2 separate regions of the Ovis aries genome follow, and region 1 is linked to region 2. Evidence: chromatin contacts called from public Hi-C data. All regions are on one chromosome and are shown on one strand. The core of a region is the stretch at or near the end of the contact, and the rest is flanking DNA. Distances in the headings are between cores, read along the strand shown. Region 1 overlaps LOC106991766 (a long non-coding RNA gene). Region 2 holds the start of PKD2L1 (polycystin 2 like 1, transient receptor potential cation channel).

Region 1 (4,606 bases), core at 2,048-4,547, 56 kb before region 2:
CCTCTTTAAATGTCTGCCAGGCTTGCTTCTAGTCTCCTGAAAAAATGCCCAGCTTTCCTGAGCACCTACCACTTTATATGCCTTCTGTCTACTGAGCTGTCTCTTAGTGTCTGTTCTATCTCAGATGCCTGTCCTTTAAGTGTCTAACCTATCCCGGGCCTTGGCCCCTTCATTTAAAACACACACACACACACACACACACACACACACACACACACAACTCAGAATCACTTCACGCAATCTGTTTCTTATTTAACATAATAAGACTTATATAAGTCTTATATAAGTCTGTTTCTTATTTAAATCATTTTTTTTCTGTCTCTGAAATGATTGTTTTGGTGGTGGTTGTTGTTCAGTTGCTCAGTAGTGTCTGACTGTTTGCAGCCCCATGGACTGTAGCACGCCAAGCTTCCCTGTCCATCATCAACTCCCGGAGCTTGCTCAGACTCATGTCCATTGAGTCAGTGATGCCATCCAACCATCTCATCCTCTCTCGTCCCCTTCTCCTGCCTTCAATCTTTCCCAGCATCAGGGTCTTTTCCAATGAGTCAGCTCTTGGAACTGAGCCAACAGGTGGCCAAAGTATTGGAGCTTCAGGATCAGTTCATCCAATGAATATTCAGGGTTGATTTCTTTTAGGATTGACTGGTTTGATCTCCTTGCTGTCCAACGGACTCTCAACAGTCTTCTCCAGCACCACAGTTGAGAAGGCATCAATTCTTCAGTGCTCAGCCTTTTTTATTGTTCAGCTTTCACATCCGTACATGACTACTGGAAAAACCATAGCTTTGACTATATGGACTGTCATCAGCAAAGTAATATCTCTGCTTTTTAATATGCCTTCTAGGTTTGTCATAACTTTCCTTCCAAGGAGCAACTGTCTTAATTTCATGGCTGCAGTCACCGTCCACAGTGATTCTGAAGCCCAAGAAAATAAAGTCTGTCATTGTTTCCATTGTTTTCCCATCTATTTGCCATTAAGTGATGGGACTGGGTGCCATGATCTTTATTTTTTGAATGTTGAGTTTAGGTCAGGTTTTCACTCTCCTCTTTCACCTACAAGAGGCTCTTTAGTTCCTCTTTGCTTTCTACCTTTAGGATAGTATCATCTGTATATCTGAGGTTATTGATTATCAGTAATTTTGATTCCAGCTTATCCTTCAACTGATATTCCATGACAGTGACATGACATGACATGTATGATATGTATGACATACTCTGCATATAAGTTAAATAAGCAGGTTGACAAATCATAGTCTTGACGTACTCCTTTCCCAATTTGGAACCAGTCCATTGTTCCATGTCCAGTTCTAACTGTTGCTTCTTGACCTGCATGCAGATTTCTCAGGGGCAGGCAAGGTGATCTGGTATTCCCATCACTTTAAGAACTTTCCAGTTTGTTGTGATATACACAGTCAAAGGCTTTAGCATAGTCAATGAAGCAGAAGTTTTTCTGGAATTCTCTTGCTTTTTCTATGATCCAACGGATGTTGGCAATTTTATCTCTGATTCCTCTGCCTTTTCTAAATCCAGCTTGTACATCTGGAAGTTCTTGGTTCGTCTCATGTAGTTTGAAGGAGACATAATCCACTGATTTTAGTGGAATCAGTGTGAAATGGCCGGGATCTGGATCAGTGACTTGGTCACGGTTGTAAAGAAGAATAAAGAAGTCTGAAAACTGTCAACTCTTGGACAGGAGCATACTAGTCAATTGGGTTTCTAATTAACTATGGGTTATGAGAAGACAGTTTTGTTTGAAATCTCTCTATATTGCCTTAGTCATTTTCTTGCTTTAGTAGGTAGTCTAATGAACATAATTAAACCTTGTCTTACTGACTCAGCATCATGCAATGCCTCAGGATCATTACTCTGAACATAAAATACACTTCTACACCATACTGTAGCAACAGAAGGTAGAGAAGTTTAAGATGGCTCCCAGACATTTCTGTACTTTTGAAAAAGATATCTCTATAATCTGTGCATTTCACTGTATGTGAATTTACCTTAATCAAGTAAATGCCTGTTACATATTATAAAATAATAGACTATTCACTCCAGAAGAGATTCTTGAGATTATGAAATTTAATGCCATTATTTAATAGATGAGAAAACTAAGACCCAGAAAACAAGGAAAATGAGTATAGGACGTCTATGATCAATGTCACCTGATTGCAAATCCAGAGGCCCTTTGACTCTGCCATGCTGCAGCTTTCAAATGATTTGGGATTACTGTCATTTTTCTCCCTTCCTCCATGAAAAGTGGAGTCCCTTCTCAAAATTGGCTGTTCGGGGGTTTTGGTCAAATGAATGTAAGCTCCAGTAAAATGAGCTCCCCTGGGGAGCCTGTTTTGTTCACTGATGTCTTTTCAACACCTAGAACAGTTCCTATCCTTTGGAAGGCCCTGAATTAATGTGTGTGAATGAAAGAATGAAACGAAATTGGAGTATTTATTTTCTACAAGATAACTTGATTTCAAGTTCATAGGTTACCTCTGCTGCTGCTAAGTCGCTTCAGTCACGTCCAACTCTGCGCGACCCCATAGATGGCAGCCCACCAGGCTCCCCCGTCCCTGGGATTCTCTAGGCAAGAACACTGGAGTGGGGTGCCATTTCCTTCTCCAATGCATGAAAGTAAAAAGTGAAAGTGAAGTTGCTCAGTCATGTCCGACTCCTAGCAACCCCATGGACTGCAGCCTTCCAGGCTCCTCTGTCCATGGGATTTTCCAGGCAAGAGTACTGGAGTGGGGTGCCATTGCCTTCTCCAAGGCTACCTCTATCTCTGGGTTAATCTACTCAGCATTCTTTAAGACTGATTGTATATAGATTACAGGTTAGAATCATTTGAGCCAAAACTTTGAGTTAATAATTAGAAAAATGAAAGGTATACAATAAATATTAAATAATTATGGTGAAGCATCATGAACTTTTGTTTCACTTTAACTGTGTATTTCAATTTCAAGCCCCACGTGTTTGAAGCAAGAAGCCCAGATGCTAAACTGTAAAAACACTCTTTAGGTGGTAAAATGGACCAGCAAAAGAGAAGATATCACAACTCAGCTTTGTAAAGCTGTCTGTTAAATATGAGTTCTACATAATAGTTAAATATCTCTTTGAACAAGGCAAACAAAGCCATCAAAGCTGAGGAGAACAGGAAATTCTTGAACACTGTACACTGTACTTATTTTCAGAATTGGCTTTTGACTCTCAAAATTTGTGAGTATGTTTAAATCATCCAGTAAGTGCTTCAGTATTAAGAAATACCTCAGAAACAAACTCAAAAATTAATGAATTGCAAAACCCCTCTATTTAAGGACCAGTTTAAAATTTAACCGTGTAAACATCTAAGGTTACGTGCGTACACAGGTGGATACTTGGAGTCATGATTTCAATAATACAAAATCAGAAGATGTTAACTTATCTATAAAACAAGATACAGATGTTATGTTATATTTCTAAAAATGCTTTTAGATTTCCAGAGGTGTTTGAATTTCTTTTTTCTTGAATCACCACTAAACCATAAGCTCCTCGACGTTGAGGATCATGTCTAATTTCCGTTTGTATTGGCAGTGCTTGGCTCAGTGGTGGAAAATAAAAGGAAAATAAAAATAAGTTGAATGAATGAATTTTAGGGACAGACTTAAGGACCTTCTTGGAAATTATAAAGATATGTGGAAACATTAATAGAAAAATGTTTATGGGGTCCAGGAACACTTAATTGGAGTAAAGAGATGGGTAAAGATTAAAGGAAACACAGACTTATCTTTTTGGACTCCAATCTCCGGTATTTGTGAGCCTGCCTATAAGCCCCTTAAGCCTCATTATCACATATGTCCACTGCGAGAGCTTTGTGAAAAATATATATGCAAAAACATCTTCACTGTTACTGAAGTACATTGACAGGACAGCTTTCTTATAACTTATTTCTAATTTTGCCTGATTTCTGAACTACTGTGCCTATTAGTAAAGAATCTCATACGTGCCACGGAGATATTGCTTTCTGAGTAGAAATTTGACTTTCTGTATTCTCTTCTCTTAGTTTTCTTTTCAAATCAACTTTAACCTGTCCAGAACAAGAAGTTATATGGTAGGAGAGATTGATTACAAGGTGGTGGAAATGGGCATAGAGAATGCAACAAAGAAGAGGCTCTTTCTGAACCTTAAACAAGGAATGTACAGCCTTTAGGAAGCAAAAGAACTGAGAACAGGCTACCTAGGCAAAGTTGGTGGAATGTGGTTCCTCCTTACTGAAGGGCTATTAGGATCCAGTGTTACGAGGAGGTTGGTCTGAGACCTTAGGTGTCAGGGCTGTTGTGAGGATCTGGTTTTCTGTACTTAAGGCTTGGAATGTCATTGTTCATGCCAGATTTTCCAAAAAGCTGGAAATTTTGGATCAGGAAATTTCAAGGTCAGGGCCAGAATCTATACCTTATCTTCCCATTTTTCTAGTTAGCAACTGGGCTGAATGTGTAAGCCTCCAGGAGTAAGCGGCACTTTAGGTTAATGTTTAATTTATTAACCCTTAAGGAAGGAAGTATCCGCTTGTATTCTTATCATTGATTTTAAGGTTTCTTAAGGTTGAAGCCGTTCACACAAATGTTTTTATTAG
Region 2 (5,091 bases), core at 1,876-4,375:
GATGCCTATATTTAAAAGTGGTGAGGATATGGATACATTGAAGCCTTGCTATTGGTAATGGAAAATGGTGCACCCACTTTTGAAAAACAGTTTAGTAGCTCCTCAAAAGATTAAGCATGGAGTTACCATATGGTCCAGAATTTCACTCCCAAGTATATCCCCAAGAGAAATAAAAATATATGTGCACAGATAAACGTCTATACAGATATTCATAACAGCCAAAAAAAAAAAAAATGGAGACAGCCTAAACACCCATTGACTGACTAATGGATAAATAAGAGGCAGAATGTTTTGCAGAGGAATATTATTCAGCATTTTTTAAAAAAAGAATGAAGTACTTGTACATACCATGATATAAATGAACCTTGAAAATATGCTCAAACACTCAAACCACTCAACAAAGAACCACATATGTATGATACCACTTATATGAACTGTCCAGAATAGCGAGATCTGTAGAAACATAAAGTAATTTATGTTGTTGTAAATAAACATAATAAAGAAATTTATTGTAAATAAACAATAAAGTAAATTTGTTGTTGTTGTCATTTGGTAACTAAGCTGAGTCTGACTCCTTGCGATCCATGGAGTGCAGCCCACCAGGCTCCTCTGTCCATGGGATTTTCCAAGCAAGAATACTGGAGTGAGTTGTCATTTCCTTCTCCACAGGATCTTCCAGACCCAGGGATCAAACCCTTGTCCCCCGCTTTGGCAGGCGGATTCTTTACCACTGAGCAACCAGGGAATCCCTATAAGGGCTGAGAACACACTAAATGTTGGTGGCCATGTGAAATCTCTGAAGCCCTCAAACGTTGTTGGTGGAAGCATGAAACAGTACAACTACTTTGAAAACAGTTTGGCAGTTTCTTAAAGTGCTGAATACTCCCATCCAAAGATCCGGCAATTCCACTGCTGGAACTGTCCTCAAGTGAAATGAAAACATATGTCCACAAAAAGACTTGTACAAGAAAATTCATTATAACTTCATACATTATAGCCTCAAATGGGAAACATCCCCAAAGTTGCTCCAAGAGGAGAATGGATGAACAATGTATGGAAAGAATGAACTATAAACATGTGCAACAATATGGATGATTCTTTAAAAAAAATGTGCTCACCAAAAGCTAGGCACCAAAAGTAACATAGTGACTGATTTCCTTTTTATGAAATCTAGCAAGAGGAAAAACTAATGTGTACTGTGAGAAGGCAATAAAATATTCATTGAACCCCTACTCTACAGGAGGGATTGTTCTAGGAGTTGGGAACACTGATGATAAAGTGTCCCCATTCTTGCCTTCATGGAGTTTACATTCTGATGGGAGAGACAATTAACAGACATATTTAATAGCAAGTGCAGGGGAGGGGGAAAAAAAGAATAAGGGAATTTAGAGCAAATTGTTCTATGAAATGCAGAAACTTTGGAGATTCTGGGCATAATCTGTGCTCAAGAGGAGCCCAAACTCATGTCTTTTTTTTTTTTTTTAAATTACAGTTTGCTGGCCCTAATAGCCTACTGCTTCAATATTTGTGGCCTCTTTCTGGACTGGGTTCCCATTTAGCTATGACTTTTCTGGTTCCCCTTTGGGATACAAATGTGTACTCAGGACTTGCTGTCCTGGTTCCTGGGCTGGACACAAAGTAGACAATCACTACTGGGTGAGGTTCATTTCTAGGTTGCAGGTAGTTGCAAGGGACAGCCTACAGGCAGAACTCACCAGAACTGCTGAGTCTCTTCACCTGGCCTCTATCCTTTCTTGACCTCTACCAGCGGTGAGGAGGTTCTGTGCCCTTGCTCTTTCATTTTAGCCTTCAGGAGCTGGCAGCTGAACTCTCCCCCATAATTGTGCTCTTGCATTTACCTGACCTCTGACTTACAGGGATTCTTAAGAAAAGGGAGGAAAAAAAAAAAAAAGAAAAGGGAGGACAGTTCAGAGGACTTTCCCACCTCTTCCCACTGCTGAGAAGGCAAAGATTTTCCCCACCCACATGACAAGAAAGAGCATGACCCCACCCAGGCAAGCAGGTCGCTATCAGGAGAGAGAGAGATACTTCTGGGACATAGAGGTGCTTCTCAGCTTGGCATCAGCTCTTCCCCTTGTGTGAAGGCCTCTCTTCAGTGACCTGGCCTCTCCGAGCTTGGCTTTGGGTGTCCCACACTAAGCAGCCCAGTGGGAGGGCAGTAGGCTTCCATGGGAGGCCATGATCCTCCTGGAGGGGGAGTCCTTCAGGTGTTGGGGTGGGGAGAGTGGCCCAAGCCCAAAGCTTTCAGGAAGAAGCAGACTTGTGAGGCAAGTTTCCTTCTCCCTTTTTCACCTCCTATGACTGTGAGTCATTCTTGGCTACAGAACCAGCTGCCACATTGTCAGGACAGTCCCTCTGTGGACTCCACATGGCCAGGGGAAAGGTTTTGAAATGTAGGGGCTGTACGTTGCATGCTGGTGATTTTGTCGGTTTATGAGTGTCTCTCTGCTTTCTGGATCCAGGGCGAAGCCTCCAGCGTCCTTGTTCTGAAGACCCGGGAGCCCTGGGTGTTAGGATACTGGCTCCCTGTTGCTTTGTAGCTGGCCACATCACAGCATAGTAGGTTTCAGCTTTCTTTCCCTTTGTGTAGTAGGCAGTGGGGTGACACAGTGGATAACCCCGCTTGGGAAATAAGCCAACACTTGAGAATATGGAAAATAACAAGATTCCAGAACCGGTTCCTTGCGTCAGGAAGATCCCCTGAGGAGGAGATGGCATGCAGTGGCAACCCATTCCGGGATTCTTGCCTGGAGAATCCCATGCACAGAGGAGCCTGGTGGGCTGCAGTCCATGGGGCCACAAAGAGTCGCACGTGACAGCGCACGCACACATAGGCAGAGACAATACATTTCCTTGACCTAACGGCCTACCCGATGATGATAGTAATTAGGCTCATTTCCTCCCCAGTGCCTGACAGGTACCCAAGGCTTCTCTTCAGCCCCTCAGATCCTGAGATTAAAGTGTCTGCTTGCTCAAACAAGCACGTTGAGACAAGGTGTGATCCAGCCCGCCCCACGTCACTGTCCTTCCATACTGCCCATGACCTTGTGACATCAGGGCAAGAGGCCAGAGCTGTGCAGACTGTCATCACCCCCCTGACCTCAAGATTTTCCGTGGGACCTGGCAATGTGGAGAACGGCTGGAAGTCAGCACCCGCATCTGGCCTGGGGCTGTCCCTGGCCTGTTCTCTGTGCAGAGACAAGAGGTAGGACCCTCCTGGGCTACGGGCTCCTTCCTGTCTCATGGTCCAAGCTGAGTCACAGACAGCCAGGAGAGCTAGCATCAGTGAGCTCCCTTCCTCCTGCCCAGAGGAGTGGGGACCAGGCTGGTCTGCATTCTGGGCACCCACTGGCTTCTGGGGGAGATTGAGTAAAACAAGGGGTGGAGACCCTGCACTTCCATAAATATATCAGCTCTTTCATTCAATGAATATGGAGTGCCACATGGTTCCAGGCACAGTGGCAAGTGCTTAAGTCATAAGGAGATCCTGACCTTGGGCAACTCACCGTAGTAGTAGAGATCCTTATAACTCTGGATGACGGTGTTTAGCACAGGGTGCTATGGACTCCAGGGAGAGGCACATACCAGACCAGCTTGGGAGAATCAGGGGAGACTTCCTGGAGGAGGTGGCAGTGTTGAGTCTCAAGGTACCAAGGGATGGATGTGGAGAAGGGCAGTTGACAAGTTTAGAGGCCCAGAAGAGGAAGAGAGATTCAAAACTGACACTCTGCTGATTAGGACCTGAAATACGCTCCTTCAAGGACCCAGGCCAGAGAGATGGTGCAAGGTCTTGTGCTGTGTGACCCTAGTTGAGGAGAGGTTGGGGCGCTTTTCCAGCCAGCTCCCTGTTTGACTGTGTGTCTGTGTGTCTACACCATCCCCAGAGCTGTGATCTACCTCGCCGCAGCCCTCCTTCCCCAGATTTTCCCGTCAGGCCGAGAACAGCAGTGTGTAAGTGTGCATGCCTGTGTGTACGCACATACAGCCATATGCAGCTCGTGTCCCCAGTGGGGGGTTGTGGGGGAGATTTGGCGCCTCTACCAACTAATTCCTGCCTATCTCTGGGAACTGGGCCTATGTCTGCAGATCAGAGTGAATGCTACTGGGTGCAGTTAATGGGAAGAGTGTGGGACCAGGGGCTAACAGTCTGGGCATGCGAGACTTGGGGACAAAGGTCTTCTTAGGATGAGGTCCAGGCTGGTGATCTCACTGACACCCTGGGGAGGTGACACCCAGGGACAGATCATGGGACTGGGGCCAGGCTGGCAGTTTCTGTGGTGGCCTGACTTTTCACCAGGGCTCTTACCCCAGCCAGGGAAGGTATCCCCTACGTGAGCATTTCATCTGTGGTGGGCAGCAAGAAGGACAGGCCCAGGGCCTCCAATAACAAATACATGAGCTGGAAGGAAAGCCTTTCTTGCCCTGACTCTGTTCTGCGCTGAATGGAGAAGAGAGCGCCTGCCCCAGCCTTGCTTTTGTGGTCAGAGAGAGGTATACCCCGCTTGCTTCGTATAGTGGCTAAGGGGGAGTCTCACTGTCTTCCAGAATTCCAAATCAATTTTCCCTCTCTCCTACAGGTGGAAGGTTAGAGGACTTAACCATTCCATGCCCTCAGCCCCTCTCTTTTGTATCTCTCCCTCCCTCCTTGTTGTTCCCTGCAGGCCCCTACCTGAACCCAGCCCCCATGAGGCACCCTCTCCCCAGCTGATCCAGCCTCTAGCCTCCACAGGCGGTTGGCCTGCTCTCCCCTGCCCTTCCCTTTGCCCGATTGTAACCCCTTCCACAGCTGATGTCACCCCGCTTTGCACTGACACAGCAGTTGAGCTGGGTACAGCAGGGCTGCACGGGCCAGAGGGCAGCTGTCTGTGTCCCAAGTCAGGCTTCCCTCAGTGCTTCCCCCGCAGCCTCTCCCTCTGAGCCAGTGTATCCACCTGAGGACTGAGTGTTGACCGAGCCTTCACAGTGCCCAGCTGACTGTTAGTTCTGTTGTGCAGGGGTAGTGGTGGTGGGTGGGGAGCTGGTGGAGAACGCAGCCAGGCTCCAAAGCTGCCCCCGGGGAGCTCGCAGCTT

The links. A called contact is a pair of places that touch in the nucleus more often than the background predicts.
Region 1: a contact with region 2 is called in a Hi-C map of liver, with 6 times the contacts expected there. The contact joins the enhancer-like site here to the promoter of PKD2L1 in region 2. A contact is called at or near these places in 13 of 16 Hi-C or Micro-C datasets (blood, hypothalamus, liver and 5 more).

What each region holds. Positions count from the first base shown.
Region 1 is chr22:21,073,627-21,078,232 of ARS-UI_Ramb_v3.0, reverse strand. All of the region lies in intron 2 of LOC106991766 (a long non-coding RNA gene), which reads right to left. Among named protein-coding and RNA genes, the nearest start is that of WNT8B, 31 kb to the left of the region's middle. Within about 2 kb of position 3,297, at least 1 of the 54 cell types and tissues checked has an H3K27ac peak or open chromatin away from gene starts, as enhancers often do. A contact at or near this core is called in liver, where this site is marked.
Region 2 is chr22:21,017,059-21,022,149 of ARS-UI_Ramb_v3.0, reverse strand. It overlaps PKD2L1 (polycystin 2 like 1, transient receptor potential cation channel), which reads left to right and starts at 3,125. Exons shown (of 18, transcript XM_060405122.1): 1 at 3,125-3,226.